Regions from separate parts of the Triticum aestivum genome. Here region 2 is linked to region 1. The links are chromatin contacts, called in public Hi-C maps. All regions are on one chromosome and are shown on one strand. The core of a region is the stretch at or near the end of the contact, and the rest is flanking DNA. Distances in the headings are between cores, read along the strand shown.

The links. A called contact is a pair of places that touch in the nucleus more often than the background predicts.
Region 2: a contact with region 1 is called in a Hi-C map of an unstated tissue, with 8 times the contacts expected there. The contact joins the enhancer-like site here to the promoter of LOC123185783 in region 1. A contact is called at or near these places in 3 of 5 Hi-C or Micro-C datasets (leaf and an unstated tissue).

The regions. Positions count from the first base shown.
Region 1 is chr2A:639,466,658-639,472,091 of IWGSC CS RefSeq v2.1, reverse strand. LOC123185783 (B-box zinc finger protein 20) reads right to left here and starts at 2,180. Exons shown (of 3, transcript XM_044597607.1): 1 at 1,813-2,180; 2 at 1,363-1,722; 3 at 578-912. The coding sequence starts at 2,022. The coding sequence ends at 709.
Region 2 is chr2A:639,666,111-639,671,259 of IWGSC CS RefSeq v2.1, reverse strand. No RefSeq gene overlaps it. Among protein-coding and RNA genes, the nearest start is that of LOC123185784, 9.1 kb to the left of the region's middle. Within about 2 kb of position 1,904, at least 6 of the 8 cell types and tissues checked have an H3K27ac peak or open chromatin away from gene starts, as enhancers often do.

The DNA of each region.
Region 1 (5,434 bases), core at 931-3,430:
GCCGCGACGGATGTTGCCTCGACGTCGTCCATGCACGAGGATAATGTTGGCGGACGAAAACCGCGGAAGTCAAGAAGTGGCTTGAGGGAAAGAAGGAGATCAACATACATAGAGGGGTCGAGACGACGGAAGCGGAACGGATGGCGTCCGACGAGTGATCTATCACACTGGCCAGTCATGACCCGGACTTGAATTTATTTTGGTATTGTCCGGAATGTTGAACTGTGATTTATTTTGCTTTGTTGCATTGTTAATTGTTGAATTTGTGTTATATGATCTGCATGCATGGATCATATGGATTTAAGAGTTTAGATTTGAAGAGTGTGACTGTCCGACAGGGCCTGTCCAGCGTTTAGGGAGGCGGATACGTCCGGCTGATAGTCTAGGCGTATACACTTCGATTTACAGCACGGAAGACGCGCAACTGTAAACGGGCATGTACAGTACAGCTGACACCCTCAGAAATGAGCAGGAATCGTTCCGAAAAAACAAAGGCGCAGAGCACTTCAAAGCTCAAACAGTCCAGTGATCCAGTGTTCCCACCAAAGACTCAGAAGCGACGGCATCCATGACACAGTAAAAAAATGGCAGTAGATTTCAAAGTGAGCAACTACAGATGAAACAAAAATTCATGGTCCAGGTCATTTTATGATCTTATCTGATTTTATCCGCTACTAGTACTAGTACTGTACTGCAAAGCGCACGTTTTCACCAGTAGGAGGAGGAGCCGAGAGACGACGACGGCCGAGGTCGCTTGCTGCCGGCCCACGCCGCCCCCGCGTGCATCTGCGGTACCCACAGCTCGCGGCTGGCCCGCTCACCCGCGGCGACAACGACTCCACCGATCAGCTGCTCCTGGCCCGCCCACGCCGGGTACCCTTCTTGCGGCCCACCGACCCGAGCCAGCCCTACCTGCTGAGGAGACGCCCAAGTTGCTAAATTAGTCCAAGCAAGAAAAAAAAACCGAGCCTGTTTTGTTTGTACAGTTAAATCCGGAATGCCAAAAGTGGCAGGAGCGAGTAGATATTCCCATGGCCATTTTGCGTTAGAGCATCATATCCTGATGCTCTCCACTCTCCACTAGACATTATCCTGACACCCTGGTCAGCCGCTTCGGATTTTTCTCACTGCTAGTTGCGAGCATGGCAACAAACTGCCTTAATGATTGCGAGCTCAATAGTGTTGGGAGCGGGGCGTGGCTACTGGTTAGAGCAGAGCAGATGAACTATCTAGAAGATGATTGCGAGCTCAAAAGCATTGGGAGCTATCATGCATGTTTCATGGTGCTCGCAAGTTGTCTCTGATTGCCTGATAAAAGTACACCTAGTAGTATTTGCAGTGGGCTGGAAGTCTGGAACTGACCTGATACGGCTTGTTCGAGGAGACGGCGACGGCGGCGTCGTCCAGGAGGAAGTCCTCGACGTGCCACCCGGGCAGCGTCTTGGTCAGGTACTCGGAGATGCTGCTGCCGTCGCTCGCGCTCGCGCTGGCGCTGGCGTCGCCGCTGCAGGAGTCGGCGTTGCAGGGGCTGGTGCTGTTCCCTTCCTCCTCCTCCTGACCCGACGGCGCGGGGGACTCCGCCGGCGCCGACGAGACGCGCACGCCGGTGAGCAGGAACCGGCCGTGCCGCCTCGTCAGCTCGCTGACCGTGTGCACCTGGACGTCGCACTCCCGGCACAGGATCGCCCTGTCCTCCTTGCAGAACAGGAGCCCCCTCTTCTCCTGCAGCCCACAACGAGATAGCATCAGCTCTCGCTGTAGCAACACAAATGGCACAACTCTCTAAAAACGTTCTTGATTTGTATATCCCACCTGGCAGATGTCGCAGAGAGGCGGCTTCGACGAAGGCGACGAGGAGGGCGAGGACGGCGACGGGTGGAGGAGGGACAGGCGGCGGTGCTTGCCGGCGAGCTTGTTGGCGCGGTGGACGCGGCGGTCGCACGCGTCGCACAGCGCGGCCTCGTCGGCGCAGCAGAAGACGGAGGCCGCCTCGGCCTCGCACACGTCGCACTGCACCTTCATGGCACGATCTGTGCACGCAGCTTCGACCCCGGCACGCGAGAGAGAGATGGAGGGGGCGGTGAGACCGTGAGAGTTAGGCAAGGTAGGTCACGGGGCCAGGCCAATATCTCGGGGATGGGCTCTCTCTTGGTCAGATATATTGCAACTGCATACCGGCACGCAGAGAGGTGTTTATATATCGGCCAGGAAGGCAGCTGAGTGGGCGGTGCCACTGTGCCAGTAATGCGTGTTGGGTATAGAGATTTGCGGTGAGGTGAAGAGGCCTTGTTCCTTGGGCGACGGGGATTTTGACTTTGGAGGATGGAGTCAGGGGGGTCTATGCTGACCTACCCAGCTACCCTGATCTCTGATATGATCTGAGGAATCATGAGAGTACACATTGGTAGATGCATTGGATTGCATCCCTTTCGGTCCTGGTGCATATGAACGCAGTAGGAATGAAGTCTCTGTACGTTGTTATCTATCCGTACTCTGCCTCTCTTTTTTCGGTAAAAGAAGTTCAAATCTTCACGCGGAAAAAAAATTGAAACTTCTTTTTAGCACAGCCAACAGTCTAAGCACGTTCCGCTCAAAAGAAAAAACGGTCTAAGCATGTTGTTGCTACAAAAAATAGACCGCCATGAATTTAAAGAGGAAAACAAGATGATGCAGAGGCCAGGGGTACTACGGTATGGATGAACAGAGGCCCTACATGTTGTGAGGATATACTGTCGCTCGATTGTAATCCTATGAATTTGAAATAAAGCTCCATCAGTTTCACAAAAAGAAAAAAGAGGTTGGGGGCTTACACTCCTTCTTGAAAAAAAAAGAGGGACACAACGAGATCACACTCACAGTTATATCCCTGACGGAGTAGATCTGAAAATGCACATCTTGTCCTTTCTAGGGTTTTTTGTGTGTTTTTAGTTGCTATCATGCTTCAATGTCAATAAAACAAATGCAGAAGAAAAAGAGAAAAGGGCATTCGCTTTTGGGACCACATTTTGTTGCTATGCAGACCCGATTAACTTGTGCAAGTGCTTACCTTGGAGCAGCTAAGCTCTCTGTACACAAGGAAGATATCAAGGCACATACAGACATGCAAATCCAGGAGGATAAGGGCTTGCTAGATGTTACTAGTACTTTACTCCATCCGTTTCTGAATACAAGTCTTTTTAGAAATTTTAATATGAGCTACATACAAATATGCATAGACGCATTTTAAAGTGTAGATTCAGTCATTTTGCTTCGTATGTAGTTTATATTAGAATTTCTAAAAAGACTTATATTTAGGAACGGTGGAGTACATTTTAACACGGTTCACCTCCTGTCTACAACTGCTAGCACATGAATAGACATGTAGAGCTGAACCGATAACCTTTTCCACATCACACTATCTTGTTTTTTGGTTGACTGAACTGTTGAACAGTTCAGGAAAAAGCCATTTTGGGGCTCAATGATTAGGCATCCCTGAATTACATGACATGAATTTGGCTGGCGATAGGAATCAGAGCTCAAAGGTCAGACACGGGCGAATGGGCGCTCCCAGGTCAGGTCAGTCTCGCAGCAAGGGCATCGTCCTCCAACTTGATGCCGCCCCTTGTCCTCCTCTCCTCAACTTTATTAGAGTAACTCTAACAGACCCCACAAAATCTCGACCCGCGAAATATGTTTACAGTTTCACGAAGATCTCATTTACGGGTCGAGAACTAGCGCGGCCGAACAGAAACCATAAATAAAACAGCATAATTTGAAAAAACAGTTTCATGGAAGAAATTGCACCTCGTGGACGCGAGTAGTTCATCACATACTACATATATTTACATGATCAAACACTACAAACGCTAGTTCATACTACATACTACATCAGTACTAGTACTACAGGGGTGGGGATCTCACGGTGGCGAGCTCGCGGCCATGGACGACGCCGTGGAGGAGCTCAATCCTCCTCGCCGGAGCTGCCGAGGTCGATGTACTTCGCCCTCTGCTCCTCGCGGATGCGCCGCCACTTGTCGTCCTTCTCCTTGGCGGCGAGGTTGGCCGCAACCGCCTGCCAGAACTGGAGGTCTTCGAGCTCCTCGTGGTGGCGCCGGCGCTCCGCCTCCTCGCGCACGCTCCGCTCGACAATGGCGGCCGCAACCGCGTCGACGTGGCGACGAAGTCCTCCGGCCCGACGACTCTGCGACGGTCGAGCTCCTCGGGCTCCTCCTTGACGGGGACGAACTCGAAGTCCTCTGGCTCCTCCGACCACTCCCTCTTCACGGGGAGAAGGCCCGCGCCAGAAGAGGAGGAGCTCCTAGCGTAGGAAGATCTCGCCGCGGAGGAGAAGGACGCGACAGAAGACGGGGTACGGCCGTGCCGACGGTCGTACTCGTCCGTCTCGCAGACGCGGAAGCTCGGCGGCGGCGAGAGGCCGCGGTTGGTCCACTTCCTCGCCCCGCGCTTCCTCGCGCCGTCCGATCAGACGCGCCGCCCGCGCTGCCGTCGCCGGATCTGCTGTTGGAGCCGCGTCCGGAGTTCCACATGCGGCTCCACATGGCGGCTGGAGGCGGAACGGGGTCGCCGGCGGCGAGAAATGTGGAGAATAGGGTGGGGAATTGCGTGGCTCGGCAGCGGCGAGAGGCTGCGGTTGGTCCACTTCCTCGCCCCACGCTTCCTCGCGTCGTTCGACCAGACGCGCCGCCCGCGCTCGGGGTCGCTGCCGCCGTCGGATATGCTATCGGAGCCGCGTCCGGAGCTCCACATGCGGCCCCATATGGCGGCTGGAGGCGGAAGGGGGTCGCCGGCGGCAAGAAATGTGGAGAACAGGGGTGGGAAATTGCGTGGCTCGGCGGCGGCGAGAGGCCGCGGTTGGTCCACTTCCACGCCCCGCGCTTCCTCGTGTCGTCCGACCAGACACGCCGCCCGCGCTCGGGGTCGCCGCCGCCGCCGGATCTGCTGTCGGAGCCACGTCCGGAGCTCCACATGCGGCCCCACATGGCGGCTGGAGGCGGAAGGGGGTCGCCGGCAGCGAGAAATGTCGAGAAGAGGGGTGGGGAATTGCGTGGCCCGGCGGCGACGGGGGATAGGGTTTCGACCCGCAAACCGTAGATATATTGGTCGGGGCGTGCGGTTTACGGACATCAGTAAATTTTTTTACGGACCAGGCAAGTATGCGGGCTCTGTTTTTTGTCAAAAAATTGGACCCAACCCGCATACTCGCCGAAATTTTGCGGGTTCGCGGCTTTTGCGGGTCTGATAGAGTTGCTCTTAGTCCTTATTTTATCGTTGTGCTAAGAAAGGGGGTCAGCCTCAATTTCATTAAGACGAAAAGTACCGGAATCTACATGCTGCATTTTCATACTAGATTGCATACTAGATTGAACTTTCAAATATGCAAGGTTTGCGGTGGAGTAATGACAAGTCACTCTCCATTCGTTGTAGTACAATATTA
Region 2 (5,149 bases), core at 655-3,154, 200 kb before region 1:
TTGGTGACCACAGGAGCAACCTTGGGTCATCCGGTATATGTTGCAAAATCTCAACAGATTGGAAACTGACAGCCTCTTCCATCGGAATCATCTCACAACAAGAAACTTGAAGGAAAACCACATTTCTGAATAGCAACAGAACTAGCCAAGGAAGGAACCAGGAGACTTCATGTGCATGACTACTTATACCTGAAGATTGCTCCTCAGGATAGCATGCATCTGAATGATATCTGAGCGACGGCCACGGCCTTGGCCTGAATAGGTGTCCCATATATCCGATACACACTCGCAAAGGTGGCGGCCATGGTTGCTCGATCCCCTGCCACACTGGTGGCAGGCCCCAATTTTTGCTCTTGTCCATAAGGTGAGTGCCATATTCTGCTTGTGCAATCAGTGACAGGTGCCGCAGGGGTTCTGGATGATCAAGGTGAGTTAAGTTGGATGGTGCATAGGTTGCATAGAGCATACTCAGCGCGAACAGGGGCTTCACCAAGTTGCCAACGTGGACGGGGTATTCAGTCGAGCACTTGGTCGACGCCAGTGCAGTAAGGCTGCTGGAGACGATAAAGACCATGATGTGGTCCATCTCACTCGCTGCTGGGGTCGAGGTGTTGATGGAGGGCAGTGGTGAGTCATCCTGCTCCTGCAAGCTGACCTTGGGGTCGACACCGGTGATGGCCGCCATGGGAGGAACGACCTCGACAGTAGAGGGAGTGGCGGTGCGGATGGAGGTTGTTGCCTGCACAGGTGCGAGCTGCTCGACCTCTTGGTGGATGAGGTTGACCACGGGCTCGAGGCGGACGGTGGTGGCGGCTTCATGGGCCTCGTCGACCCTGACGATGGCATCAACTTGGGTCGAGCACTCCGTCGAACAGGTGACGGGCGCCGTCGCGATGCAGATCGGGGCTGCATCACGGGCGACCGCGGGGGGCTCCTGGGCATGGGTGGTGGCGGAGAAGGTGTCGGGGAAGGCCTCATGGATGGTGGTGTCGATGGAGAGGTCGCCATTAGAGGGCGCGGCCGTGGAGCGCGCTGACTTGGAAGTGGACTGGAACTTGCAGAAGAAGGCCTCCTGTTCGTGGAGCAGCCTGATGATGTCGTTCGTCTGCGCCTTAGTCTCCGCGTGGAGTTTGTCCAGATAATCCTTCAAGGAAGGATCCATGGTGGTGGAGGGGAGGTAAAGGTGGGAAAAATTTGGGCAGAATTTTGGACGAATTTCGGAAGGGTGGTGAGGAGGCTCTGATACCAGATGTTAGCAACCCAATTGATATTCAATCACAGACGAAGATTACAGAGCTACGAGGTGGCTAATGGAGTTACAGTGCAGTAGAAAGAGGAACAGAGGAGAGAGCCAGAGGTAGGAGAAGGAGCCGCCGTGCTGTTTGCCTGATCCAACCTGGATGGTTCGGTTGCTGCTCTCCCTTCGTGTATTTGTAGCCAACATCGGTGGTGCACAGCCGGGCCTGGCCCATGTGAAGCCCAGGTACACGTATGGGCTACAGGGGCTCCTAACAAAATTTGGAACAAGTTCATCAATTTTGAAAAAAGTTCACCAATTTGGAAAACAATTCATCAAGTTGGAAATAAAGTTCACGAGTTTGGAAAAAAGTTCATGGATTTAAAAAAATCTATTTGAAGAAAAAGTTCTGGAATTTGAAAAAAGAAAGACAAGAGGACACCGAAAAAAGAAAACAAAATAAAACAAGAAAAAAATGAAAGAAAGGAAAATGATGTGTTCGGGTGGCTATCGCTTGGGTCACTGAACTAGCTCGTCGTGGGTTTGAAGCCCATTTCTCACACATTTTTTTTCAGTTTACAAACACAAAAAAACGGTCGGCCCAACGTAAAAAAATGGTCGGCCCAATAATGAAGGAAATGATGCTTGGGCCGCCACTTAGGAAACACCGCAAAAGAGCTGCATGCTCATTATATCAAGTGCATGGGCCAGACAAGACCCATATAGCGCTTGCCTTTCGCTCCTCTTAGAAAATGACTAATAACCCACAGAAAAAAAGGAAATCACTAATAGTAACAATTGACGGATTTTGGCTCAAGTCAAATAACAGTTACTGGTTGCTGATGTATTAAAAAATCATTAATTCCAAGAAATGTTCTAGGAGGCAAGGATATAAAAATCGCCATGAGTTAAAAAAAATTCAAGAATTTATAAAATGTTTGCAGTTTCTTGTAAAAGATGTTCATGAGTTAAACATAATTTTTCACGGAATTTTAGAAAACTTCATGACTTTAAAAAATTATTAAAATTTTCGAAAAATGACATGAATTTGAAAAAGTGTTAACATATTTTAAAAATAGTGATGAGTTGTAGAAAATATCATAACTTTATTTTTTAATGATTTTAAAATATGTATATGAATTTTAAAAAATAAAAAGGAAAGACGAAGAAGGAAAATGAAAGATAGATAAAAACGAAACAAAAATGGAACAAAAGAAGAAATAAAAGGTGCAAACAAAAGGAAACCGGTAGGAAGAACAAAGGGGAAAAAGCAATAAAATTTGTAGAATCGTGCATGGAAATGGATAGAAAACCGGGTGGTTTTCCCAGTCTGTAAATTAGTGTTTTTAAATTAGATTGTGAACATTATTTCGCGGGCGAGGAGCTAAATAGGATCCTCCAGAGAGGGCGCCATGCAGATCCAAAATGCGGGAAGGAAGAAATAGCATTATTCTATGAAGGTTTATCCCTATTTGCCGCTCGCTGCGGCAGAGAATCGCTAAAACACATAGGGGAGAGGAAGCGGATGGATAAATGGGCTAGCCCATTTTAGCTAGGACACGTGACTACAAAACCTGGTTATGGGAACATTCTAGAAGGTTTCTTGGCCGGATTTTTTTTCTTGTTGATTTCTTTATTATTACTAGTAAGTGTGCACGTGCAACACACGTTTATTTGAACTAATAAGTGTGCACGTGCAACACACGCCTATTTGGATTAACACAGTATACTAAATTTAATATAAGATAATTTATTCATAAAATTGAAATTTCTCTATAAAATACACAATCTCTTATTGCCAACTCATACAAATAATTTGAAATATCGTTTTTCCTTAATCAACATGTCTCCTGTATTAAAAGACCACCCAGTGTTCCCAATGTATAAAACTCCAAATTATTTAAAAGATTCATCATGATTCTTCATATGCACACATTTATGCAAGTATAATCACATATGAAAATGTCACTTAGGACAAGCTAAGGAACCGTTTCAGTGCCAACAAACTCCAGTCAAGAATTATTATTACAATGGAGTGTCAACCACAATAGTGGGAAGAGATCTCTATGGTTTGTTGAAAAGAGGAAGCCATTGTCAGATAGAGAAGTGTAGAGATGTCTTGACTGCATAGAATCAGCTGTGAAACAAGGCAAAAAAATGCTAGTTGGACCATCCGATTCTACTATTGCACACAAGTGTCGTAATGACTGGAAGTAAGAAAAGTGACTTACTTTATTATGAAAATTGAACATGTAAACCAAATAAAAATTACAGTGATAAATTGCATAATTATACTTGTTATCCACTGGACAAAAACATTAATATGACAACTTGGAACAGTTACTTGAGTACTACACATTTTTTTAAGGGCTCAACATTCTAAAATTTTGACAATATAACAAATATCCTCTCAGTTTGTAGTAATAATGATACGAAGATAAATAATTTGGAAACGGTCTTCAACATGCGTAGGCTACCACCTGTAAGAATAACGGTGGCGAAAAAAAGGCCAATAAATGCCGGTTTAGAAATAAAAAACTGCAAACATGCTTTCAATTTTAGCAACTCTAGTGGATAAAACATACCTTACCTCTCAAGTCAGGAAATAGTCAAATGAAAAAATATACTTCTTATAAGTAGTAGAGATGAAGTCATAAGAATCATGATTCAAGATATTCGGAGAAACATGGTTGGTCTCTCAATATGATGTGAACTCGTCACCTCTACCAAAGTGGTCGTGCGTAGTATGTAATGTAGAGTGCAATAATGAAATAAAATAAATGATATCAGAATTTACCATGACCACAACATATCCTACATTCGTCATCATCATAATCAACATGCATTTTTTGCTTCTCTTGTATGTGGTCCAAGTTTTCTATCAGGAAAACATGTTAACTCAACTGTAGATAAGGATGGTATGAAAATGCTCATGTAAAATTACAATTGCCATGTATCTGCTGGAAAAACACATACACTTATGCAAACTTCAGGTTTTTTTAGTAAAACTTATGCGAACTTTAGTTTTTTTTACTAAAACTTATGCAAACTTCTCGGGGTTTTTTCAGTGAAACGTAATTTCATGACTGCAAGTAAGGTCTTGATTCAGCGAATTTGTCTATGAGTTCACTGCGTAGTCGTGAGTTGGCAAGGTAATAACCGGTAGTCAGTACTTGAAAAAATAGGGATGTCTATTGCAGATACGCGAAAATCAGTGAAAAAATAAAGAAAGAAAGAAGGCATTGGTTGCCTGAAACCCAAATGTGTGGTCTCGAGCGCGCCTCTGTTTCTCATTGCCTCATCTCTAGTTCCTGTACTTCTAGATGTGTCACCACCGGCGAGGTAGGGATGACAGTAAAAAAACAACACTCGGTACTTAACTGATTAGTGCGTGCGTGCGGCGCGTTCGCGTGAAGGCGAGCGTCTCCGTCATTCATCCATGCGAGCGGCCGCGGCGACCGTGTCCTCTTACCAGCTGGGCGGCGTTGTCGACGTAGGTGAATCAGTCGTCCAGTTTTGAGACGGCGGCCTCCACGCACCGAGGCGTGGGGAGTTCCAGCGTCCGATGAAGGTAGGATATCTTTGGACGACGTCGTCCACACATGAGTACTGGACAAGCGTGTCCAATGGAGCAGCACGCGTCAGAGCTCAGGGAGTCGGCGGTGGCTTCGGGTGAGTGAGATGGGGCCGTGATTAGCTTCACCTGCTGCGCAATGGCCGACACCTGCGTTGCCCTAGGGACGACGATGGTTGGCAACCAGGCGAATCTACATGCATGACCATGGGGGCGAATGCCCCCACTCAATTTTTTGGCCCGCTTATACTTGTCCAGGATACTCAGCGTTGCCCCCACTTGAAAGGTGTCGGCGGTGGGTGGTTGTGAGGGGGTGTTGTGGACGGAGCTGAAGTCAA